Regions from separate parts of the Mus musculus genome. Here regions 1 and 2 are each linked to region 3. The links are chromatin contacts, called in public ChIA-PET and promoter capture Hi-C maps. All regions are on one chromosome and are shown on one strand. Each heading gives the region's core, a stretch centred on a gene start, on an enhancer-like site or on the middle of the called end of the contact. The rest is flanking DNA. Distances are from core to core; before and after follow the strand shown. Region 1 has its middle 45 kb from the start of Gm33345. Region 2 overlaps Slc30a9 (solute carrier family 30 (zinc transporter), member 9). Region 3 holds the start of Bend4 (BEN domain containing 4).

The links. Promoter capture Hi-C pulls out the DNA fragments that hold promoters and counts their contacts. ChIA-PET counts read pairs in DNA pulled down with a chosen protein or histone mark.
Region 1: an RNA polymerase II ChIA-PET map of memory CD8 T cells shows a contact between it and region 3, with 2.9 times the contacts expected there. The contact joins the enhancer-like site here to the promoter of Bend4 in region 3. A contact is called at or near these places in 2 of 39 promoter capture datasets (the HPC-7 cell line, HPC-7-derived erythroid cells and pre-B cells), 4 of 484 Hi-C or Micro-C datasets (CD8 T cells, myocytes and nephron progenitors), 6 of 115 datasets of contacts at active chromatin or transcription factors (CD8 T cells, SST interneurons, double positive thymocytes and 2 more) and 2 of 9 other capture datasets (adipose tissue and liver).
Region 2: a contact with region 3 is called in a promoter capture Hi-C map of the HPC-7 cell line. The contact joins the enhancer-like site here to the promoter of Bend4 in region 3. A contact is called at or near these places in 4 of 39 promoter capture datasets (the HPC-7 cell line, epiblast stem cells and pre-B cells), 2 of 484 Hi-C or Micro-C datasets (CD8 T cells and pre-megakaryocyte-erythroid progenitors), 1 of 115 datasets of contacts at active chromatin or transcription factors (embryonic stem cells) and 4 of 9 other capture datasets (adipose tissue, embryonic tail, liver and 1 more).

What each region holds. Positions count from the first base shown.
Region 1 is chr5:67,359,050-67,362,427 of GRCm38.p6, reverse strand. No RefSeq gene overlaps it. Among named protein-coding and RNA genes, the nearest start is that of Gm33345, 45 kb to the left of the region's middle. Within about 2 kb of position 2,072, at least 10 of the 459 cell types and tissues checked have an H3K27ac peak or open chromatin away from gene starts, as enhancers often do. A contact at or near this core is called in memory CD8 T cells, where this site is marked.
Region 2 is chr5:67,320,048-67,323,620 of GRCm38.p6, reverse strand. All of the region lies in intron 2 of Slc30a9 (solute carrier family 30 (zinc transporter), member 9), which reads right to left. Among named protein-coding and RNA genes, the nearest start is that of Slc30a9, 15 kb to the right of the region's middle. Within about 2 kb of position 1,545, at least 5 of the 459 cell types and tissues checked have an H3K27ac peak or open chromatin away from gene starts, as enhancers often do. A contact at or near this core is called in the HPC-7 cell line, where this site is marked.
Region 3 is chr5:67,426,412-67,429,730 of GRCm38.p6, reverse strand. Bend4 (BEN domain containing 4) reads left to right here and starts at 1,932. Exons shown (of 5, transcript NM_001164806.1): 1 at 1,932-2,665. The coding sequence starts at 2,152.

The DNA.
Region 1 (3,378 bases), core at 823-3,322, 67 kb after region 3:
AGCGTCCAGACAAGCCCTTTAAAGGCATGGCTCAGCCCCTTTAACTGGACCCTACCTCCTAACAGCCATTTAGCCCCCATGGTCTAATCAACTCTCAATAGCACCAACAGGGTGGGGGCATGCCTTCAACACAGCAGCTTTTGAGAACAGTGGCTGGGGGACATTTTATATCCAAATCCTAACAGCCATGCTTCTAGAGGTGGAAAGACTGGGTCAAAGGGCATGGCTGTCTTTTAGGTACGTCCTATCTACTGCAAAGCCAGCCTCCAGAACGATAATGAAGTACACATTCATCACCGGTATATTGGAGTGTCTTCACACAGTTTACCATGTGAAAATTGGTGTGAACCCGCTGAAAAGATTTGCTAGGTCTACTATTACACTGTCTGCTGACCATCTGCAGGGGCACCTTCCTGTGCAGTCCTGCAGAGCCTGTGTCTGTTTTACCTTCTTCTATGCTATAGAACCAACCATCAAGCATGATGGTTATTCCAGCTCGATCAGTTGGCAGTACCTCTCATTCTCAGAGCAGCTCTCGAGAACTTTACATTCTGGAGGGAATCAACAAAGGGAAACCATGAAGTGCCGTGGTCAAAAGCCAACCAGGGAGGAGATGCAGGAGGTGGGAGATGAAGAGGGCTTGCTGTTTGGGCTTGGGAAAGGCATCACTGACAAGGCAGTGATGGGCCAAACAGTTGAAGCAACGAGGCAGGCAGTATAGGTGTGTGCAGCCCATTTCAGAAAGTATAGGTAGGCTGAGGGCACACTGAGGAAATACGAGGGGGCCGGAAAAAGCAGAGAAGAGGCCAGCTTCTGAATGAGATAGGTTTTTTAATGTTTGCTTTTTGTTTTTGCTATGGATCAGAGATCACTGTTCTAGTATTTTTTTTTTTCTTAAAATGAGTGATAAATGTTCTGATGATAAAAATCCAGGACTCTGGGCCACGCTCTTACTTGCTTGCTGAGGCAGTGTAAGTGAATCCAGAAAAGCCAACACATACTAATTTATAGGAGTTGCTCAGGATGCTTCCAAGTGGGCTCAGATTAGGATCTAGCATCTCCTATTCATCACTGGTCTGTGATGGGCTAACAACTGCATGGCCTTAGAGGCCCCAAGAAAGCCAAAGGCCATAGGCACATGCTGTCTCGGTTCCTACATGAAATGACCAGTGTGCCATATCCATTGCTCTAGATGATCAGGAAGGAGTCAGCTCATAGAGCTAGTAAGACTACCACCACCCTTCTTCTAGAAGGTTCCAACTGGCACCTTGTAAAACACAACTACTCAGTAAATTTTGACATGGGTTCTTACTGAACACAGAAAATAGGCCAGTGAGATGTCTCAGCAGGCCATGCAAGCCTGGGGACACACATTCAGTCCCTAGGAGGCACATAAAAAATCAAACGTGGTGGTATGCACCTGCCCTCTCCAAACTTCTACAGCAAGACTGGAGGTGAAGATAGGAGACCTGGCCAGAAGTATACAGGCAGCAACAGAAACAAGACCCTTGTTTGACGCTGTCCTCTGCCCTCCACGTGGGTGTTGTGACCCACACCAAATAAATGTCTCCCTCACAAAATAAATGACAAATAGGATCGATTTTATGTGCGTGGATGCTTTGCTTATATGTATGTCTGTATACCGTGTGCATGAAATGCTTCAAGAGGTCAGAGGAAGGCATTGGATGCCCTGGGAATTATAGATGGTTGTTGGGAGCTGCCATGTGGTTGCTGGGAACTAAATCTGGGTTCTCTGGAAGCACAGCTCTTCACCTGAGCCATCTCTCCAGCCCCTAAATCAACTCGGACCCATCCAAGTGATTCCTTCCTCTTCAAATGCATGCATTGGTAAGACTACCAACCCCTTAATGTTCCACAGACCTCAACCTAACCATCAAAGTGCCAGGAGTGGCTGAGAGTTCATTTCTTTTAAATAGGATTTATTGGCACAGATGACAGTACTCACAGTTCAGTGCAGTAGCATTTCATCATGCTGAGAGCTCTCCAGGCACAGACTGACATACACAACATTCACCACTTCATGTCTTCTAAATCTGAAACTCCTTTTCCCTGGGCACACTGACTTCCTGTTTTCACTTGTGAATGCTTTTGGGGATGCTTGGGGTGGGCACTGAGCAAACCCACATGAACCCTCAGAATCACATGATTTACCAGTCTGGGCAGGAAGTTTTGAAGACTCAAGAACAGTTTTTAGGGTCCACTGTCCCTGAACATTTAGCATGATTCTGAACCAGAGAAGGGAGTTCAAATGTCTCATTTTCAAAATGACAAATCTACGTGTACAAAATAACACTAGTGGTATCCTTAAATGACCCTCAAGCTAATTATTTATGGCAATACAATTTTGTCAGAGCCAAGCTGGACTGTGGAGATGGCTCTGGGGAGAAAGTACGTGCTTGTCTTGCAAGTGTGAGGACCGGAGTTCTGACTCCCAGCGCCCATGTAAAAGCTGTACAGGCCCAAAGAACACCTGCAATCCCGGCACTCAGGGTCCCTGGGACAAGCTGAAGAGTTAGACTTGCCACAGCCAGTGAGCTCTGAGTTTAGTAAGAGACTCTGCCTCAGTAAGTAGAGAGCAACTAAACACATCCAATGTCATTATCAGGCCTTTGCGCACGCACGTGTGCACACATGCATACACACACACCCTTTTGAGTGTGCACCTGCACACATAAACTTGCACACCACACATACATACACATGGGGGTTAAAGTGTAGTGGCTTGAATGAGGATAGCTCCCAAGGGCTCCATATTTGCATGCTTAGTCCCCAGTTGGTGAATTGTTTAAGGCAGAATAAGATTTGAAGGTGTGGCCTTGTTGGAGGAAGTACGTCACTGAGGGGTGGGCTTTGAGGTTTCAGAAGCTCACACCAGGCCCAGGAGCTCTCTGCCTGTGGAGTAGGATGTAAAGTTCTAAGTTACTGCCCCAACACCATAGCTTGCCACTCCTGCTCTCCTACGATCATGGGCTAACCCTCTCAAACTGTACGCATGCCCACAATCTCTTTTATAAGAGCTGTCTGGGTCATGTTGTCTCTTCATATAGAAAAAAACCCAAGACAAAAAGGTACAACTTCCGCCTCAGGTTAGGGTCTACTCTGTTGTGTACTATAGATACCCAGACCATGAAGAGATTAGGGTGACGTCACCACATTGGAGCCATACGAAGGAACTGCCAAGAGAAGTGCTCTATCTGCACTGTGCCACGAACTGGCCAGTCATCACAGTGGCTGCGGGGCACATAAAGCCATGACCAATGCAACCAAGGACTGAACCTTTAGAGTTCATGTAAACAGTGCCCTGCTGTGGGAAGCTACCCTACGATGGACATAGCACACATCCTCTTGGAAATGTCG
Region 2 (3,573 bases), core at 296-2,795, 110 kb after region 3:
TATTTTAAAACTTCCTCCAGATCAATAAGAAAAGGTTCATTAAAATGAACATTATAGCAAACTTGCATAGAAAAACAAATATGCATTAGCATTAGATTATGAAAAGGTGATTATTTCATTAATGGAATTCAAATGAAACTAAAGAATTGCATTTTACAACCATTACACTATGGAAAATGAAAAACCACACCACCTGATCTTGGTAACGGTACAAAGAGAGAGAATATGGCTGTTGGTGGGAACAGGCACAAATGTCTATCAGAGAACTATGATCCTCGAAGTCTTCCAGGTCAATGAATAAGAAATCCTTGCACAAGGGCAACTGTACATGGCATTCACAGCAGCACTGTGTTCTGTTTTAAAAACTGCAACCATCAAAAGCCCATCAGCAAAAGAACAGTGACATCCCTTCCTTTTATAAGCAGTGAGTGCAAACCTCACCATGGCTAGCTATCTCTTCTAAGCCAAACACTGCTGTTGTGTCAACTCTTTAATTCATACAACAGCCTCAATAGTTTGTGCTGTAATTATCTTTGTGAAAATCACCAAAGCACACAAATACAGAGTCAGGATAAATCTAGCAACAAAACTTAATGAAAAAGGAGACAAACTACAAAGAATACACAAAAATCTATTGCAACAAAGTTCAAAAATAGACAAAACTAAACAATTTAGAGCACACAAGCATGCTAAGTTGTTCCTTTCACCTCCCCTTTAAAAAGATTTATTTCTGAATTATGTGTGCCTGTGTGAGCCTGGGTACCACGTGCAGCAGGAGTCCGTGGAGACCAGAAGAGGGCATTGGATCCCTGGGGTTAAGGTTGTGAAGCTCCTGCTGTCAGTACTGGCACTGGAGTCTTCTACAACAGCAGTAAGTGCTCTCAACTCCTCAGTACCCCTGCCTCATTTTAAAAACAAAACAAAACAAAACACCAACAAAAAGACCCAAGGTGCTAAAGCTGAAAATAATGCCATAGACTCACATGGCAAATGCAAATGTGAGAAGGATGTTACCAAAGAGAAGATTATTTTCTAACTTAAAAATATTTCAATGTATGTGTATATTTTATAATAAAAACTTCATTCACTCTTAAAACATTTCTCTTTATTACAACTTGACTTCATTCAACTAGAATTGCATGTTTTAATCACAGCTCAGTGAGTCCAGCACATGTCCTCAGCAGCCAGCCTGCGCTGCTAGATTTAGTTCCCACAAAACCATTTTGGCATTGGTTTTATGATCTCTACCTGAAGAAACTGAAGCACAGAGAGGTTCTAATGTCCCTCAAAGTCACACAACTACAATTTCCTCTTCATAAGGAAACAGGCGAAAGGTCCTGTACCTGCACAGGTGATATTTTAGAAATGGAAGGAGAAAGGACTGAAACCTAAGACATTTTTATTAGTGCGGTGCACGCTGTTAAGCACATACTGCCTCCATGCTTACAATGACATGTGACTTCATAAGCAGCATCTGCGTATTTTACACTGAGGAAGACAGAGAAGGCTCACAGTGAGTACTGAGCAATTAGCAACAGGAAAGCCACGGGAAGCTCGTGACAAGCCGCTTTCTGGGGAAGAACGAGGATGGGGCAGTGATGAGGCAGGAACACAGAATATCATCTGGGTTTTCAGCAGAAGCTGAGAACAGAATGAAGGAAGGGTTGACCTCATTTCAAGGAAGGGGAAAACTGCTGGTGCAGTTAAAAAATAAATCCTACGAACAAAGTCCTAGAGCAAATGAGAGAGAGGACCAAAGTACAGCGGAGTCTGTGCTCCCACTGCGCTGCGAATGGATGTGTTAATTATCCGTCGCAGCATTACACATGACCATTTGACTGTGGTTCACCTGGACCAGCTTATTGTCTGTTCCCAGAGTACTGTCCTTTTTTCCTTGCTTTTATTTTTTTCTTTCACGTTTCCTGCTATCCGTTAGAGTCAATCAACTTCCCATACGTTCCGCTTGTCCCATCCTCCTACCACTGGTTTGGAATTTATAAAATTATATTTCTACTCTTTAATTTAGTGTACATAGGATATTCCCTGTAAGATTTTCAGCCATCTGCAAAGTTAGTATTTCTACTCTCCTCTAGAACAAGAAATTTTTTCTTATCACTCAGGATTACAGTTTTAATACTAAATTTTGACAAAATGTTTGCTATTTCTATTACCAATTCTTAATTTTACCAACATCACTTATTCATTTCTTATTCTTCACAGCCCTTTCTATCATATCCTGATTTCCCTGAGTTTATTTTGCAACTTAGAGAAATATCTATGTTTACAGTGCTCTTTAACTCTGAATGGCTGGTTTGTAACAGCAACCTTTATGTGTAATATCATGCTTATTTCACCTTTAGCTCAGCATGAAATCCCAGGGGGACATTCAGTTTTCCTTTTCTGATTCCAAAGATATCACTCCCAAGGAGCGGTCCCTTGGCCTCCTGCATACTGTTGATATAAATATTATTTCAAATGAGCAGGAACTGGCTTCTCTGTTTGGCAGCTTTTAGGTTAAATTGTTTCTTGGTCTGTTTTTCCAATCTGCTTTCCCTAGACAAGATATCTAAATGGGTTCTTTTTGTTTTTATTTATTTTTTTATCCTGCTCAATAGTCCAAATGTAATGAATTTTTCTGGTTTGTTTGGTTTTGGTTTTTTTGAGAAAGTCTCACTAAGTAGCTCTAGCTGTCCTGGAACTTACTGTGTAAACCAGGCTGCCCTTAAACTCACAGAGATCCTGCCTGTCTCCTAAGTGCTGAGATTAACGCATGTGCCAACATGCCCAACTTGTTCAAAGTCACTGTAGTTGAAGAACCTTGTTTTTCTCAAATTCTGAACACCATGTGCATATGCTCTGTGTGTGTGTGTGCCTGTGTCTTTCTTTCTCTGTGTCTTTGTCTCTCACTCTCTTTTAATGTCTGTGTGGGATGTCTGTGTGTGGTATATGTGCACATTTTAATGTGACCGTAGATGCAAAGTAGACTTGCATCATGTGGAGGTCAGAAGACAATTCATGATGCTAATCCTTCCTTCTACCTTCTTATTGTTTGCTGCTGCATATGCCAAGCAAGCTGGCCTGTGAGCTTCTTGAATTCTCCCATCTCTACCTCCCATTTCACTGTAGGCATGCTGGGATCATAGACGCTCTACTGCATCTATCTTTATGTGGGTTCCGGGGGTCGGAACTCCAGTGCTCACACTTGATGGCAAACACTTTATCATCTAACAATTCCCTCAGCCCTCCATTATCTCTATAAATTACTTATTCCTGTCTATAAATTACTTATTACTGTCTTCTCCCTCTTAAATGTCTATGAAATGCAAGCTAGAGCTTCATGCTATTTTGTTTTGTCTGTTTGAGACAGGATCTGATCTGGTACGCACAAGCTGGTCTCAGGCTCATAGCAATTCTGTCTAAACTGAAATCTGCTGTCAAAAGCTTCAGAAACACCACTTTCCCCACAATGATCATTTACCCAAAGCACATAAAATAAGTTGCTCTCAGATGGAAACTTGTAAATATTCTCATTCTGAACTGTCTAGATGTTACTATATATATATAATGCTCTGA
Region 3 (3,319 bases), core at 683-3,182:
CATGACCACCCTAATTTCTTTTCCAAAGCAGGGAGTTACTGGCAAATTATCAGGGAGTAAATGTGGGAGGGAAAGATTTCGATGCAAAATTCAGAACTGCTCTCTAGACAGGAAAGTGAGGGGAGGGTTGTTACCATTTATCTCCTCCGTATATCATTCAGTTTCAGCTGTCTCCCGGCTCGGGAGCCTCTCCCCCACCTCTCCCTTCGGTGCCTAAGAAACATCTCCCCGGCATCTCATTCTCTCTGTCTTTCACCAGCGTTTCATTATTTCTTAACTGTCCCTCACTTGCTCATCGCCCGCCCTTTCTTCCCAGTGATCCACGTGTCCTCATTTAGCAGTTTTCAGAAGCCAGGGAGAAGAAACGCTGCAAATAATGTTAAATATGATTAATATCGTGAATTCCTTGAAATATGACATGCATGAGTTACAATGAAACCTCTTTTATTTCCCCATGAAATGCTTTTGCATAATGAGAAAGAAAATGTCCTCTATGCCCTAATCAGCCCTGACAGTTCCTGGACTCCCAAATACTTTTATTTATGGCATTATTTATTTCATCTCTAATAAATGGGGGAGGGGCACAGCACTATCAGAGGAGCTTGCTGAGGAGAGGAAGACAGTCCAGAGTGGGTGAGCAGAGACTCTGGAAACAGCAAGGGAGAGGAACTCTTCCAATGGGAGAGATCTGGAAAATGAGAGGCCAAAGTCCTGGCCCCCAGGAGAAAATGGGTCACTTTCCCAAGACTGAAGGATAGCTCTGAATAAAAAAGCAACTCCAGATTGGAGAGATGAGCTTCATTCATCAAGGACCTGGATAATGATGAACGAGGTTGAAACCCAAGCTTGGGAAGAGGGGATGCAGGGATTGGGGTAGGCCTAACTAGAGGATGCTCCCTTTGAGACAGGAAGGAGTGACTGGCAGAGGCCGGAACCCTTCCTTGTGTTTGAAGAACCTTACGGGGCAGCTTCGGCAAATTACTGAGATCTTCATCACTGAATCCTTAGCCCGGTGGTGCCGGGTAGTATGAGCAACGCAAGGAAAGGGTGATCCCAGGCCACTTTGGTCTTGCAACGTATATGCATAGATAATATAATAATGTTCAAAGCAGTCACCATCCCAAAGGGAACCGTGGGATCATTTTGTTCCCTTGAATTGCACTGTCTACCAGCTATTTTACATTCTGAAGACCTATATGTAACCGTGCAATTCACTCACAAACTCCTCTGCGTGAATTTGCATATTTCCCTTTAGTCTTTCAGAGCCTCAGTTTTCAAATCTGGTCTTTCAGAGCCTCAGTTTTCAAATCTGTAGAATGGAAAGAAATGATGGCGCCTCTGTGCTCTCTCGCCCAGCTCCCTATGGAGAACAAGCGAAACAGTATGGAAGCACTAGGCCCTGAGTGCTTTCTGGTTCGGCCGCCAGACCTGGGACAGCAAGACCCTAAGGCAGGACAAACCTCCCAGCGGCCTGTGCCAAGTCCTTCGAGATGTTCTTTTTCGGGAGGGGGGCGGGGGGAGGGAGGTGTAGCTTCCTTCTAGAAGAACTTGCTGTCCCACCCTTGCACTCTGGCGACCCCGCCCTAACTTCTAGGTACCACCCCCTTCGTGCACTCCGAGAGTTGGGAGGTCACGCAGGAGGGCGCCGGGAACTCCTTTCCAAAGCTCGGACCCTGCGGACAACCGCTGCCGCCTCACGTCCACAGCCGAGAGAGCCGGGACGCCACCTCTTCCACCTGTCCCCACCGGGACGCCCTCCAGGTTCCGTTCCCCCACCGGGTCCCCTCGGGCCACGGGCTCCCCCTCCCCACCTCCCCCCACGACCCTGTCCGAAGCGCCGATCGCGCGGGCCGCCCGGGCCCAGGCCCCGCCCCGCCCCCATCATCATTAGCAGATATTACCCTAAACACTTGCTCCTTACCTCCTTTCTCCCTCCAGGCATTGGCGAGGCGGGCTGTCAATCAGCGCTGGGCGGCAGCCCCCCGCGCGGGGGCTCGGAGATGCCAGGCTCGGCGACAGGCAGCGGCGGCGGCGGCGGCCACGGCGCAGACACACGCCTTCCCGCCGGCGCGCGCCGGGGTAGAGCAGGCGGCCGGGCGGCCGAGCCACCTCCGGAGCCGCGCGCGGGGCGGGCAGGGCCTCAGACTCGGCATGGAGCCCGAGATGCAGGCGGCGGAGGAGGGGCCCAGCGCGCCCCGCATCTACAAGCAGCGCGGCCCCTACAGCGTCCTCAAGACGTTCCCCAGCCGGCGGCCGGCGCTGGCCAAGCGCTACGACAGACCCTCTCTGCTCGAGCTGTCGCCCGCGCGGCCGTCCCCGCTGCCGCCGCCGCCGCCGCCGCCGCCCTTCGCCTCGCTCGCCGCCGTGCCCATCAGCAGCAGCGAGCCGCCGCCGTTCCCGACGCAGCCGTCCTACCCGGCCGGGTCAGGCCGGGCCCCCGCCGCCGCCGCCGCCTCGTCGTCGTCGCCGTCCTGCACACCCGCCGCGCCCCCGGGCCATCCCAGGACTCCGGCGCCACCGCCGCCGCCGCCTCCGCCGCTCGCGGCCCCCGCCGCCTCGTCGTCGTCGTCCTTCGCCGCCGTCGTCAGGTACGGCCCTGGCCCGGCGACCGGCGCTTGCAGCAGCGGCGCGGGTAGCGACGGCGCCAGCCTGGAGCTCAGTGCAGGTACAGACTCCCGGGCCGCAACTTTGCGGAGCTCCGAAGGTGGCGTGGAGGGGGGGAGGGCGTGGGAATCGGGGGGTCCGGAGAGGCTGTGCGCGCTGTCCCCGTGGTCCCCGTGGGCCTCGGGAGCGTGCTACGCTCGGGCAGTAGTAACTTCTGGAAGATTCCGGGGCGCCGCGGTGACCCGAGCTTCCGACGGCGCGCGCGCCTTAACAGGTGGCTGTGGGGTGCGGGCTCCTGGCGAGCACCCGGGAGGGCAGCGGGAGAGCCTGTGAAGAGAGCAGGCCCTGGGCGGGGAGCTGGGGAGGGGACAGGCCCCGGGACAGCGGGCTGAGGCCACTCCGAGGAGACGCCCATTTTATTCCCGGCCACTTCACTTTTTCCCCCACGCCACACTTCCCTTTCCCGCCTGCCCGCCCGCCCGAGGTCTACTTGTCCTTCTCGGAGGTTCTTTGCCTGGGGGAGTGGGGGGAGCTGACCTTTGAAGATCCCGGCCCCAGTAGGGCAGACCTGGACCACTTGGGCTCCTCCTGGGGTCTCTGGGTTTCTTGTTCTCTGTGCGCTCCGGTGTCCATGGCGCACAGTCCCCCTAGCTTTATCCGCGGTTCTGCTGCTCTGGGTTGTGGGGTGGGGAGTGAAGATTTTTTGGCGTGGGCA